2 separate regions of the Mus musculus genome follow, and region 2 is linked to region 1. A link is a contact called in public Hi-C data. All regions are on one chromosome and are shown on one strand. Each heading gives the region's core, a stretch centred on a gene start, on an enhancer-like site or on the middle of the called end of the contact. The rest is flanking DNA. Distances are from core to core; before and after follow the strand shown. Region 1 overlaps Camk2b (calcium/calmodulin-dependent protein kinase II, beta). Region 2 overlaps Nudcd3 (NudC domain containing 3).

Region 1 (4,306 bases), core at 560-3,059:
GGACCCTTCTCACTGAAGGACAGCACTGCATTCTGCCTGCATACACACAAATTCCAAGTGGTCTCCAGGCACCAGCCGTGGCTCCTCGGCAAGTCCTTTATTGGCTTTTGTCTTTTCCACGGGCTCCACCTCACACATCATGCTCACACTTTGGCAAGAGTCCCTCAAGCTGTGGAGAGCTCCCCTCATCTGACAGCCAAGAACTTCTCTTTTGGCAACTGAAGGGCTTGCTTCCAGTTTGCCATCTCTTGAATGACCTGCTGTGAGCAGTTTGGTTATTTCCACAGTATTTATTTCCAAATGCAAATCATTGGGTGTTCTTACATTAATTTATGACCTTAACAACAGTCAGCCATGCTCCAGCTGCTAGGCCCTCTAGCCCTGGTCTTTCCTGGGTCTCTGATGCCCTCCCCTGCTCTGTAGTGAGGCATCTGTTTCTTGGCATGTAGATGGATCACCCTGATCCATGCCTGAGTGGTCACATGCCTGATTAGCTGTGTGACCAATTCCCTTGTTTCCATGACGTGGTATGACTCCATTCTAAACCTAACAACATGTGCAACTGCCCCTATTTACTTTTTACGTTTTTTATTTAGTTACAGCTTTGGGTTTTTTGAGACACGGTTTCTGTATGTAGCCCTGGCTGTCCTGGAACTTGCTTTGTAGACCAGGCTGGCCTTGAACTTAGAGCTCTGCCTGCCTCTGACTCCCAATTGGTGGGATCAAAGACATGTACTACTATGCCCAACTGTATTTTTAATTTTTCATCTTACTTATTTTGTGTTTGTTTGTGTGTGCATGTGGATATATGGTGTGGGTATGAAATGGAACATTCTTTGTGTGTGTGTGTGTGTGTGTGTGTGTGTAGGACTTTCAGGTTCTTTTGTTTAGCCATCAGCCCGGTGAGTCTCCCAGGAAAGCGGCTTTCTCCTAACATATTTGCTACAGAAATCTTCATTCAAAAAAGGCTCCAAGAGAACCAAACATTTTGAGGAAGGAACACTGACTATGGCTGGAACTCCGTGTGACCCACAGAAGCCCATAGCAGAAGCTTCTGAAGGAAGGGTGACTATGTCATCCATCAAAACACACACCCAGATTCCTTGACTTCACCCCAGCCCACAGCTGCTGCCCTTGGAGGCTCTGTGAGCACATCTCAGATGGAGAAATCCCTAGCAGGGTACCCGGCTTCTCTCTGAATTCTCAACTGGGTAGGATTAGGCTAAGGGGACACATGTGGCTTTCTGTGATCAGAGCAGGCCTGTTGCCTGGCAAAGCTTACATGTGCGCCAATGGTTGTACACAGGAGCCCGTTTATGTCACCTCATGACTTCAAGTGCTGTGGGCGCAGGATGTCTTTATTCTGGTGATGACCCTCCATGACCTGCTCTCATGAACCTGTATTAAAAGCTCGGTCTCACAGGCTGTAGCACTTCTCAGTCTAACCCCTCCCTGCCGTAGCTGGACTGTCTAGTTATCCTGGTCTGTGGTTGTCCTGGGGGTCTCGAGGCAGCAAGATCCATGTGCCTGGGTGGTACTCTAGCAGGCTCTTGGGAGCTCCTCGCCCTCCCAGGAGAGCTGCTCCATGTTCTTCTTGCCCAGCGCCCCTAATAACGAGACCCCCATCTGATGTATGTGACAGGAGCTGGGGCTCCCACGTCTCTTCTTGGCTCCTCCTCATTCCCACCAAAGCTGCTAGTGTCACAGGCCCACACAGGACACTTCCGTCTCTTCCCACACGGGGACAAGTCAGGAGGTGGGAACAGGGCCACAGCATCCTGGGCTGCTGCCAGTGGGATGGACAGCTGAGAGGGGCATGCTCGGGCAGAAGCAGGGATATGAGATGGATCGTCCCATCAGCAGGCACTGGCTGCTGACTCTCCCGTCCCAGCAACAAGCCAAGGATTGGCTGCAGAAGTGACAACTGTGGGGCAGGAATAGCACCCTGGGACACAGCTGTCTGGATGCTGGGTGGTTGAGCAGCAATGTCTGCTGACCCTAGGAGGACACGGAGGGCTGTATGTCATGTGATCTCTGGTTTGGAAAGACCCACAGGTCAACAGGCTGGTCCTTTACTTTTCAACATGACCGAATACTATCTCCTGCCCCTCTCTTCCTCCCTCCACGCAGGCACCAGACAATCTGGAAATCTGCCCTCAACTCGGCAACCGGTTTTTCCACAGTAAAGGGCCCTGGGAACAAGGGTAGGGTGGTCTCAGGCAGCTCAGACCTGCCGAATACCCTTTTCTGCTGTAGACTCTAGGATAATCTCCCCAATCTTGGCCCATTCCCCATTTTCCCAATCCTCCCCCATAATGTACCAGGAAGCACATACCAGCTGAAAAGGTCACACAAGGCTGGCTTGCTCATCTCCCTGGCACCCTGACCATGAATCATCTGAGACTCATACAGCATATTAATAAATTCCTAAGGTAAGCCTAGCAGGTACTGGCCTCTCCCGGCTCCAGCACGGCCGATCCTTGGACCACAGAAGTAATCTATCCCCTCTCCAGTACAGAGGCAGCCAGGCGGCAGCAAGGTCAGATGCAGGTAGAGGAGAGAGCCTGCAGCTAGGGCTCAGCAGACATGAATAACGGATTGACCCCAGTAGATATACTTGGAACAGGGGATGTCAAGGGGAAAAGATCAAGGTTCCTCACCCCAAACTCGGAGATATCAAGGAAAGCATTGAAAGAATACGGCTTTGAATGAGACAGACCTGGGTAAATAAAATAAGTTTCCGATAGGTTCTTGGTGGGTTTGATTTGTTTAAAGAGCCAAGGTGGAAAGCAAAGCTGGGGCATTCTCTGGTCCAGGATGAAAAGCTTAGCGCTCTCCCTCCTCTCTTCACACGCAAGGCTGAACATGTTAAACAAAGGTCATGAACTCTTCCTAGATCCACCGGGGAGCTGAGGTCACAGGCAAATTGCTGTCACACTATACCTTAGCAGAGCACAGGCTCTGGGAGTCAGTGCTGGGATCGGAACCCACTCACCTGGTCCTGGAAGCTCGATGTGGGCTGGCCAGTCTTGACGGCATACACTCACCCTTTTGTAAGTCTAACCGCCAGGAGCCCCAGCAGCTCCCACAGGGAAATCAGGGGATCGGTCTCTGGGGCATCAGGCAATGGGAGTGGGTAGGCAATCATTTTAAATACATTTGAGTATCCTGTTCCTCTTAACAAAGCCTGCCACCCAGGATGCTGACTAACTAAAGCCAAACCTAACCCCAACCCCTTCTAGCCGTCCTGTAATGTATAACAGGGAAGGGAGGGAAGAAAAAGCAGGTGTGAAGTCACAGCCTGGATGCTGAGAACTGAGCACGGGCTGACAGAGCTCTCTCCCCAACAGCAGTTCCCGAACCACTGGACACCTGTCTACCAGAGTTGTCGCCTTTATATTATGTCTGACTGTCGACCAAAACCTACTAATTAAACAAAAGGACAAAAAGACACGGAGCAGGCAAGCTCCCATGTGGCAGGGAGATGCTGAAACTGGCAGATCGGGAGCTGGAAACAACCATGATCAACATGTTAAAGGCGCTAATGGGAAGACTGGAATGCACGCAGGAGCAGATGGGCAATGTGATCAGAGAAATGGAAATTCTGAGGGAGAATGGGAAACAATGAGGCAAATCAAAGACCAGGGCAGAAAGAAAGGATGCCTTGCAGGAGCTCAAAAGCACACTGGGTGGGGCTGAAGAAAGGAGAAGGGAGCTGGAGAAGCATTGAGGGCAAACAACAGAACTGAGACATTCGAAGGAAACTGCCCAGGACCTGTGATACAGGGAAGGAAGGGAGAAACAAACAAACAAACAAACAGACACAACAAGAAACACTGGAATGACAGCAGAGCAGGATCCGAATGCATGCATCTAAGGAGCAGGGCAGTATCCAAACGCATGCATCTAAGGAGCAGGGCGGGGTTCTTAGCTATCACATCAGCTACTGTTTTCTCTCTTTTCCCTTTCCCTGCTTCCTTTTGTCTTCCCATCTCTGCCTGCTCTGGCCTAATGAGCATTTATATACTGGTTCCATTTTGTCCCTCCTCCTTCCTCTTTCTCTCCTCCTGGTCCTGCCCCTCTCCCAGTGCATCTATTTCTACATTAGTTACAGTCAACAAAGATGCTGCTGCTACTGTTTTAATAAAACTATTGCCCACTAGATCAAGTGATAGTATTTTTTATTTACTTAAAACATATTGTTGTCACTTATTTTTCTCTTTCTTTGTGTAGATCTGAGTTTCTGATCCATGCCATCTTTTTCTTTTTGAAAATCTTAATGTTACTTCATAGACAGTTTACTGGT
Region 2 (4,497 bases), core at 1,976-4,475, 82 kb after region 1:
ACCACCCTATAAAGTGACCCTAGCTGGCCAGTGAGCTCCTGGGATCTGGCCCCACTCCACATTTAAGACATAAGCAACCACACCTGGTTTTGGCTATTGTTTGTTAAAACCAACCAACCAACCAACCAACCAACCCACCCACCCACCCACCCACCCCTACAGCACAAGTGTGGTCATCATGCTTACAAAGCAAGTGTTCTCGCCCACTACACCATCTCCCAAGCCCTTCAGTCCCCACCCCACCCCACATCCCCTTTTGAGACCTGCTTAAGGCTGGCATTGAATTCATAATTCCATGATTATCCTGTCCCTGAGAACTAGGATTAAAGGCATGCACCACCACAACAACCAGCTTTTAAAGTATCTATAACTAAAACACACACATTCCTCAGTCAGGTATGCATGTCAACTACCTAACTGGAGCAGTTGAGGGCTGTTGTACAGACAGCATGGGTTCAGCCATATCATATCACCAAGTAACACCAAAATGCATCACTCGTTTATGCTGGTAAAAGATGTCAGCCACCTTATTTTTAAAACAATTTTTTATTGTGAAATTACATAACACTTTTTTTTTCAAAAGTCAACAGTTCAATGGCAATTGGTACACCCATGATGGTATGCAACTAACCACATATGTATCCTGAAACATCACTCCAAAAAGAAGCCCTATAGCCAGATGTAATTACTCTTCATCTTACCATAATAAAATCTCCTAAATATCTTCCCTGACACCTCCGGCACAATTACTGATGCTTTTGTCTCATTGGATTTCACACAAGTGAAACCTTACATTGCTCTGTGTTGGCTCCTTTCACTTATTATAAGGTTTTTGAAGGTCATCAGTGTTGTGGCACATATCAGAACTTCATTCCTCTCCATGCTGAGGAGCATTCCACTGGATGAATTAACCACAGCCTGTTATCCATTCTCCCCCTTTTGGCTATGTGAATAATGCTGCTATGTGCAAGGGTTTCTGTTTTCCCTTCCTTTGGTATTTACCTAGGAATGGAATTGCTGGCTCACATGGTACTTTAGGTCTCAAGAAAGCACCAAATCGTTTCCCACTGGAGCTGGACTCCTTCCACATCCTGGTACTGCACAAGGAAAGGATCCAGCCCTCTACTCCCTCATGGATATTTAGTTTTGTTGTTGTTGTTTTGTTTTTGTCATAGCCATTTTCGAGGGTGCCGTAGCTTGTTATTCTTTTGCCTGGCTATACACAAGTATACATGGTTCAGTATTTTTCTCAGTGACCTCTGCCCTAAGGTTCAGGATGCTCTTGAATCTGGGGCAGGAGACCATACCAAAGGTTCTGTCATTTCCAAAGCTTCTGTGACTATTCTGAGTGGGCAGTCAAGGGTTAAGTGAGGCTGCAGTGTTAGTGACGGCTCATGAGTATCTTCCCCTACCTTGGCCTGGCCTCCTTTGTTTGCCACAAAGCTTCCTTGAAGCATTTCATGTGCTGTGCTGTCTGGCTCCTTACCCTCACAGCCAGGACCTAGCCTTGACTTTTTAAATACCTTCATGTCCCAGAAGTCTTAGCTGACACGTTCTTCTGAGCATCACTGACTTCCTTGGAGTAATACCCCTAGGGAACTCAGGTAAGACACTTTGGGCACTTAATCTTCCAAATAAACTACTTAAAGTGGTTAGAATACACTCAGGTCTCCGAGGGTAGGGTAGGGTATTCTTGATACTGAAGACAGAATCTGAGTTGTGTGAGAACAGAGGAAAAATGCTCATGGAAGAGATTTCAAGGGTTCCTGGCTAAAGACCACACCCTGGCAAAAGTAGTCCCATGGTTTGCTTAAATTAGCTGTTTTTGTTTTAACATTTTGTTACTTTGTAACAAGTCAGACTTGAGGAGGTGTAGTTTGCACACAGTAAAACTCACCCTGTTGCAATTTAGTCTCCTCCAGCCTCCACTACAACCCACCCACACCCAGGCCTTCCCTCCACTTCATTTTGCATTGCTCATCTTGCCATCCAGCTTGTCCAGGTCCAGGATGTCTTCCCCTGAACACCACAGCTTGTGGGCTTGTATACACGCTTCCTTTCTGGATCCTGTGGGCTATGATGCTTGGCAAGACTATCCCATGATGTAGGTGATCACTATCTGTCCATGGCCGTGTAGGTGTTCCTAGGGTTTGGTGGTTGGGTAGGAAGCTGTTGTAAAGATGTGTGCGTTTCCTCCTCTTGGGAGCACAGAGCAGGTCATTAGGGCTGCAATGTGGGCACACTGGCTATGTCCACCACCTGGCACTCATAGTAGCAGTGAGGCGTTCAGGGTCCCACAGCTCCTCCAAATTGAGCACTATGGGCTTCTTGGCAGCCACTCTCACAGGTATACAAGGCATCTCACTGTAATTTTGACTTTATTTCCCTAGTGATGCTGAGTTTCCTTGTATGTTTGTAACACTACTCATTTCTTATTTGCAAAAAACTTCAAATTTACACATTGCTGAAAGTACAGAGAGCCACACAGGCATTTAGCAACTGTCCTACTCTGTATGTGTTTGCATAAAACATAATAAATAATGCTTTTTTCTGAATCATTTAAGAGTAAGGACCACTGTGTTGGCCCTGTACCCTGACTTACTTTCTAAGACTAAGTAAGTCTTCTCAAGTAGCAGCCTGGCCTGCTTCCCTGGTCCTCTCTACTTCGCTAAGGACCCTGTCTAGTGTCTCCTGAGGAACCCAGGTGTGTATGTGGCCCACCTGCAGGTATCTTGCAAGAACATTCCCTCTCATTCCAGGCCTTCCCACACTGTCACATTAACACATAAGCATCAAGCTCTTAGGACCCTGTGAGGTCCCATCTCCCACTGACCTCTCCTTACTGACAGGGCATGGGCACTGCTAAAGACAGCACCTTCTGTTCAAGGAAACTGCTTGCTGCCTCCTGGCCACCACCTTTCTCAGTGGCTTAGAAAGTCACTCTGAACCGTTGGGGCAAAATGAGGTGGCCCTTTCCAAGGTCACTGTGACCTCACCATTTCCTGGATGCACTCTCATTTTCCAGGTCCTCCTTTACCTGCCTGGTCCCAGAACACAATAATTTCCCAGAGGGACCCCAGATTGTCACTGACTGAACAGTGCTCCCAAAATGTCCTCGCAGAAAAACTTCACCCTCGGTGTGAATAAACTTACCTCAGCATCCCCCGATCTGTGCCGATGACTCACCAGCATTTCTATCCCTTTCCTTCCTTAGTAACGGAACCTCATTTCTATTCAGGGAAGCACTGTGCCCAGTGAGGATGGCTTTACTCCTCGCAGCTGCCCGTGGGATTGAGTTTGGGCCAACGGGAATGTTGTGGGACGTTCCTTCCAGGAAGGCACCTTGGAACAAGGGCAGATAATGGGGTGAGATGACAGCATGGCGGGGGCACCTGCTCAGCTCGACACCCACTGTGGAGAGATGTGGGCAGCCTGACTCCTATGGGTATGCTGCAAGCCAGCTCGATATAAGCAGTCTCCTGATTTTCAATGTCATCAACTGCCTTTCTGAGCTTAAGAAATTAAAACAAAAACTAAGACGCTGCATAGGTCAGACAGGATACAGCCATGGATCTCACCCAGGGAGGCAGAATACAGCTATACTTGCAGAGTGGGGACAACACAATGATACAAAGCTATGTGCCACTTTCTTCCTACTATACAGGAGGAGGTGCTGAGGGCCCATCCACTGTTCAGCATAGTCCTGCTTTCATTTGGAACAAGCAGTCTTAGGTCACTGCCTTCTGCGTGATCTCCAAGCCTCAGCCTGGAGATAGCATTACACTACAGGTATAAGGGCTCACATTCCAGTATGTATAAAACCAAGGTTTGGGGCGCTTGCCAAAATGCTAAAATAATTTAATTTGTAGTTTCCATTCTGGATTAATGAACATGATCAGTAAGTGACCTGCAAGGACATCTTCATAGGCCAGGAAATGTTGTCACATCAGGAAAAGTGGCTTGCAACTCAGAGAAGGCCAACAACGGACCCTTTCATCCTTAAAAGAAAACTGGAGATGCCCAGACAAACTGGCAAGGAACATTAAGTAGTCCTGGGAGACAAGGGGTGTCGCTGCTGACGCAGCACTAGTGCCACTTAGAAATGATGCGCCCTTCGGGGACAGCCACAGAGCAATTATCCTGGGGTTCCACTTTTTGAGAAATAACTTCAGGAAATCATCTCAATACAGTCAGGGAGGTACAGCTTATATAAAAATACTCACAGGGCTAAAAAGAAAAAAAAGAAAAAACAAAACCACATAAATAAATACAGTGAAGTAAGCTTTAAAGCCGGAATTCCAACATCTGTTTCTTCAGAAAATATTCTAGTGCTATCTGAACAATGCTAAGTAGTTTGTGTGTGAGATGTCAGTACATGAAGATGCGTGGAATGGCATTCACTGCTCAGGCAGATCCAACTACCTTTGCAACACAGCCATGTCCAATAGTCCCTGAAGCAGAGCATGCCGCCTGCCTACAGCTACCCACGCAATGCAG

What was found. Hi-C and Micro-C count contacts between places; a contact is called where the count stands out from the background.
Region 2: a contact with region 1 is called in a Hi-C map of myocytes, with 2.5 times the contacts expected there. The contact joins two enhancer-like sites. A contact is called at or near these places in 6 of 484 Hi-C or Micro-C datasets (the G1E-ER4 cell line, cortical neurons, liver and 3 more), 3 of 115 datasets of contacts at active chromatin or transcription factors (embryonic stem cells and stem cell-derived neural progenitor cells) and 2 of 9 other capture datasets (adipose tissue and liver).

What each region holds. Positions count from the first base shown.
Region 1 is chr11:6,035,567-6,039,872 of GRCm38.p6, forward strand. The region is part of intron 1 of Camk2b (calcium/calmodulin-dependent protein kinase II, beta); the gene reads right to left. Among named protein-coding and RNA genes, the nearest start is that of Camk2b, 28 kb to the right of the region's middle. Within about 2 kb of position 1,810, at least 22 of the 459 cell types and tissues checked have an H3K27ac peak or open chromatin away from gene starts, as enhancers often do. A contact at or near this core is called in myocytes and neural progenitor cells, where this site is marked.
Region 2 is chr11:6,116,181-6,120,677 of GRCm38.p6, forward strand. The region is part of intron 4 of Nudcd3 (NudC domain containing 3); the gene reads right to left. Among named protein-coding and RNA genes, the nearest start is that of Gm46269, 30 kb to the left of the region's middle. Within about 2 kb of position 3,226, at least 52 of the 459 cell types and tissues checked have an H3K27ac peak or open chromatin away from gene starts, as enhancers often do. A contact at or near this core is called in myocytes and neural progenitor cells, where this site is marked.